Regions from separate parts of the Mus musculus genome. Here region 1 is linked to region 2. The links are chromatin contacts, called in public promoter capture Hi-C maps. All regions are on one chromosome and are shown on one strand. Each heading gives the region's core, a stretch centred on a gene start, on an enhancer-like site or on the middle of the called end of the contact. The rest is flanking DNA. Distances are from core to core; before and after follow the strand shown.

Region 1 (2,837 bases), core at 190-2,689, 510 kb before region 2:
ACATGACCCACGTTAGCATTTCAATGGATCACAGGACTTGTGTAAAGCCAGTAAATTTTCAACTAAAGGAGGTCAGAGAATTAGACTTCTGGATACACTGAGCAAGACCTTCAGAAGACAGCTGTGCAAAAAGCAGCCCACATCCCTGTGATCACTCACACTGCAAGAGAAATCGTCAAGTGTCGAATCACACTGTCTTCCAAACGCAGCGCGTCCCCACTCACCTATCTTTTCAAGCATGATAGAATGAGCATTACCATTGTATCTTTTGCTGTTAATGCAAAACTGCTCTGGAAGGGCAGCCCCCACCTGGCAGAGACCTCTGGCTCCCGGGAGGGCAGTCTGCACCTCATGGTTGACTCCAGACTTCCCTTATGAGCACACACCACTTAAACATCCTAAGTTAGGCTGATGTTTATTAAACAACTACATGTTCAGGAATTACCAGGGATCAGCATGAGATATACATTAAAGGGGGGGTGGGATGTTTTTGCACAGATTATCACAGTATAGCCCAGGCTAGCCTCAAACTCATGATAATCCTTCAGCTTCCAGATTTCAGAATTACAGGTATGTACAGTATTCAATGTTAATGAAAAGCATGCATGTAGTTGGTACACAGGATGCACACATATATGATATACACACATACAGCACACACGTATATGATACACACATCTGACTCAGTTCGGGCAGTTTTACTTCAATCTATCAATGCTTAAGATAAACTTTCCTCTATGATGGCTGTGTTAGTCAAGAAGACTTAACCCCTGGGTTTCAATGTTGCTCTCAATTAAACAATAAAAATCAAAACCATTTCTTTCCTTCTCTTCAGAGGAGACCTGCTTTGAAACATAAACACACTCAGGCTCGGTGCTGACAGGATAGGTCCTGACTTGTCTTTTACACTGAAGCTAAAACAGTGGCTGTCAGAGCTATCACTATGAGTGACCCCTACTCTGTAACTGTCTGAACCGCAGCTGTCTTCTTGGCAACCCCCCCCCCCCCCCAGCTCAGCCAGCATTGCTGTTCTTGCTGCAATAATATTGTGGAGCAGTTTACAGGAGGCTTAGCCCTGGTGGAGTGCACTGTCTGGCATGACCACCAGAACACTGAAACACGATTCATTAGCCACGCCTGAGGAGATAACAATGCTGCGGCTGCTTGCTGCCTTTCAGTTCGCACATCAGCCTGAGAATAATGCTCTCTCGTTACTCAACAAGCACATTTACAGACAGGAAAAACTGTAATCACCTTTGATTAAGAGACAGATTTCGCCTATATGAGCCGCCAGCCATGGTGACATAGTAATTAGTTTGTAAATGACAGGTTAAAACAGCAAATGTAGCAAAAATAACATGGAAGAGGGAAGGGAGGAGAGAACGGAGAGGGAAGAAGGAAAGAGAAAGAGCAGACAGAAGGCTCAGAGACCGCGCCTGCTCTGCGTGCCCTGCCTCCCTGAAGGGTGGCACAGTGGCGGTCCACGGTACAGTGAGAGCCGCCTGAGGCAGACACACACACACGCCACACACACACGCCACACACACACGCCACACACACACGCGGGCGCGCACTCCTCTCATCTCAGGCAAACAGTGGACAGACACTCTTTGGTCGTGCTTTAGCTAAGGACTACTCACTGGCCTTGCTTTTCTGCTCCTCTCACCAAAACTCTGTGGCTGACGGTTACAGCAGCATCCCTCCGTCCCCTCCATCTTCCTTTACCACACTTCTACTGCACCTCTCTCACCTGGCAAACAGTTTGTCTTCATTTACATAAACATTGTTCCAAGCTTTTTTTCCTAATGTGGATTTTAAAAATACTCCTTTGAAGAAACCCCAGACTGCAGAACAATTATATCCACTCATCACTTGGCCCAGCGTGCAATCAGAAGCACTGGTCCCCGCTGTGAGGACAGAGGCCTTGAGAGCAAGCACAGCCATCCTGCTACTTCCAGAAGTGGACAGTCCTTCCACACCCAGGGGCTGCACCCTTTGTGGGAGCAAGCAGTGTGCTGCCTGCCAGCCAGAGTTTGTGCAGACGTTGGTACATAACAGGAAACCAGGTGCTAGATGTGGAGTGAGTGCAGGCAAATTAGCAGAAGGGACAGTTTGAAGCTAATATTGTATATAATTAGCGTTTTAAAAAACAATTACTTTTTAGGCTTTCCATAGCATTACTGTACTTTACATTACAAATGTGCTACAAAGCGAAAAGGAATTCACACACATGAACAGTGAAAATACGATGCCACTATATGTATGCGTACACATGTACACACACACACACACACACACACACACAATTTTTGGTTTAAATGTACTCTAACAACCTAAATACTGCTATTGGGCTTCCAATCTTTCAAACTTGCAATTGGCTACAATCAATTCTGCTAAATCTCTTAGCAAAATCAAATTACTCTTTACCTTCAAGGAGAGGAATGTGTAACTTCTCCATGGAGTTAGTTTATTTTCTATTATCTGAACAAAATACTTTAGGTTCAATACAACGCACATCTATTGGTCCACCTTACAATGCTGCATTTGTCAGGACTCCGTAGAGAGAAACTCACCAAAAAACTTCTGGTAGTGTGCTGCAGTTTCTTGCCACTTCTGCAGACTCCAGCCAATTGGCAGAGTGATGTCAGCTGAGACAAACGCACATGCTGAGGCAAGACCCAAGGCAGGGATAAATAGGACTCGACTCAATAGACAGTGATGAAAAAGCAGCTTAGCGCACTTATACAGGTAGGTAGCTAGCTAGCTGTGCAACGCCTGTGGGTCTCACATCTTTGCTGATCTTCGTTTCTCTGAGGCATCACTGAGAACTCATGGTC
Region 2 (2,700 bases), core at 139-2,638:
CAAGTAGGGGTGGGGACTCGCTGTTGTAGGTACTACCTGGTGACATTCTGAAGTTTTGGGTTGGTGGAAGATAGGAGTCGATGAGGCTAATATAGCAAACGGTTTCTCCTGACAGTCACAAGGGGGCTAGGTTTGACAGTCACAGGGGGGCTAGGTTTGACTGACAGTCACAGGGGAGCTAGGTTTGACACAGAGGCAGGAACAGAATGATTAATAGGGGGCGCTAATGATAGCCCAAGACAAACCATTATTACACTCTAGACTTGCAACATTCCAACCTTCCCACAGTGGCTGCAGTTCTGATGAGCTAAGCAGCCTTGTGGAAGACTCAACGGGAGGTGGGGGTTCCTTCCAGAACATTCCTTCACAGATCCTTTCCTACGGTACCGACTTTGGACCTGTAGTCCTGGAAATCTCTGCTGATTTTCCATAGCTGTTTCCCCGCCCCCCTCCCCACCCCCTGTTTATCAGCTAGTAGCTTAAATGGCATTTCCTCAGAGAGGTCTTCATGACAGCTCTTTTTTTGTTTTTGTTTTTGTTTTTGTTTTTGTTTTGTTTTGTTTTGTTTTTGTTTTTCGAGACAGCGTTTCTCTGTGTAGCCCTGGCTGTCCTGGAACTCACTCCATAGACCAGGCTGGCCTCGAACTCAGAAATCCACCTGCCTCTGCCTCCCGAGTGCTGGGATTAAAGGCGTGCGCCACCACGCCTGGCTTCATGGTGGCCACTAATTGGCTCCTCCCTCTGTCCATCACTTTGTTATCTGACCCGATTTCTTATTTTTCTATATAACCTTTCCTGCGGATTCAGACATTCACATTAAAAAGATCTTTACTGGGAGGCAGAGGTGGGCGGATTTCTGAGTTCGAGGCCAGCCTGGTCTACAGAGTGAGTTCCAGGACAGCCAGGGCTACACAGAGAAACCCTGTCTCGAACCCCCCCCCCCCCCAAAAAAATCTTTACCTCTGTTTTATTGGAATGTTAGTTTTAAGAAGGCAGAGATGGTTAATTGGGTGTGGTGTGTGTAGATCTGAAGGGTAACATCAGGTTGGGCTGGCTCCGCAGAAAAGAATGCTTGCTGCGAAGCCTGGTGACTTGAGAGTTCGATCCCTGAGACCCACTTGGTGGAAGGCAAGAACTGAATCCTCCAATTTGTTCTGTGACCTACACACACACACACACACACACACACGCACGCACTAAATAAATAAATAAATGCAATAAAAACCGCTACATTAAAAAACGCGACCTTTTGCAATATGTATATAGCAGCCATTTAAAGCATGGCTTGCTTGGTACAAAGGTGCCAAAAACAAGGGATGTCGAAGCAGAGGGGCGTGGCTGCCCGGAACCTACAAGACGCGCTCCCGGAAGTCTCCAGGCCGACTACGGACACTTCCGGCGGATGGACAGTCCGTCCCCATTCTGGCAGCCCCTGGGTGCCGCGTCGGCCTGGGCGCGTCAAGCATGGACGACCACAACCTGGAGGAGTTCCGCCGGCACTGGCAGGAGGAGTTGGCGCAGTCACAGGCGCTGAGGCGACGGCGGCGGCTCGAGGCTGGGGAGCGGCGGTCGCCGCGAAGGCCCGAGGCGGGAGCGCGAGGCGAGCCGGCCTCGGGCTACCTGGGGCTGGCGCAGGGGCTGCTGGAGGGCGCGGGCCGACCCCCGGCGCCCAGGCCTGGCCGGGGAGGCGACAGGAAGGATACGTCCAGCCGATCGCGCTCACCCCCAGACCGCGACGCCACGGAGCCCGAGCCGCTGGTGGATCAGCTCATCCGCGACTTGGTGAGTGGCCGGGGACAAGATGTCTCTCCCTGTGGGCCCACCATCTATGGTGGGGAAAGTCGCGGACGCGGGCACAGCGGGAACCCTGAACACCCAGATGTCCCTGGAACGAGTGGTTCTCCTTCAGCAGCTTTGCCTGTAAACATCTTGAGGTGTTGACAGTAGGTGTGTGCGCATTCTTGGGTTTGTAAGAAGGTTGAGGAATGTTCGCAAACATCCAGGACACCCTTCCCCCCCCCCCCCCCCCGGCTAAAAAGAATCCGCCCATAAAGGACTACGTGTGAGTTGGAGAAATACTATTCTAGAAACGTCCCAAACCATGGAAGAAAGGTTGACTTCGGAGAGGAAGGTCAAGAAAAAGCAGAGGACGGAATTAATGTTCTTTTTTTTTTCTCTGTATTTTTTTATTTTCCTAACGTAACGTGTTATCTAAATTAAAAAAATAAACCATAAATCAGAAGAAACGAAAGGACTACGGCGAAGAAGAAACCTTTGGTCAGTATTTTTAGGAGGCTCTTAGCCTTTGGAGGGCATGTGTCCCTCGGAGAATCAGGAACCTCTTTCTCCGGCCTCATTGACCAAGTCGGGAGAATCAAATCAAGACCCCTCCTGACAAGATCCATGGCTCCCAGGTTAAGAGTTAGGTCAGAAGAGAAGGCTTTAATGGTTTCACTCAAACCAGGTTCAAAGAAAATTTCTACAGCCCAGTGGGGGGGATACTTGTCTGTAAGTGAAAGTTGTTTAGAGAAATGATGGGAAAGGGCTGGAGAGATGGCTCAGTAGCTAAGAGCGCAACAGGCTTTTCAGGAGTTGGGTTTCTAGTACCCGTGCCAGGTGGCTTACGACCTCTTGTAACTGTAGTTTAGGATATTTAATGGGTCTGGCTTCCATGGGCACTTGCACACACAATTACTCTCC

What was found. Promoter capture Hi-C pulls out the DNA fragments that hold promoters and counts their contacts.
Region 1: a contact with region 2 is called in a promoter capture Hi-C map of neural stem cells. The contact joins the enhancer-like site here to the promoter of Fbxw8 in region 2. A contact is called at or near these places in 4 of 39 promoter capture datasets (cranial neural crest, hippocampal neurons, liver and 1 more) and 2 of 9 other capture datasets (adipose tissue and liver).

The regions. Positions count from the first base shown.
Region 1 is chr5:118,665,308-118,668,144 of GRCm38.p6, reverse strand. The region is part of intron 2 of Med13l (mediator complex subunit 13-like); the gene reads right to left. Among named protein-coding and RNA genes, the nearest start is that of Med13l, 110 kb to the right of the region's middle. Within about 2 kb of position 1,439, at least 53 of the 459 cell types and tissues checked have an H3K27ac peak or open chromatin away from gene starts, as enhancers often do. A contact at or near this core is called in neural stem cells, where this site is marked.
Region 2 is chr5:118,154,146-118,156,845 of GRCm38.p6, reverse strand. Fbxw8 (F-box and WD-40 domain protein 8) reads left to right here and starts at 1,388. Exons shown (of 11, transcript NM_172721.2): 1 at 1,388-1,782. The coding sequence starts at 1,465.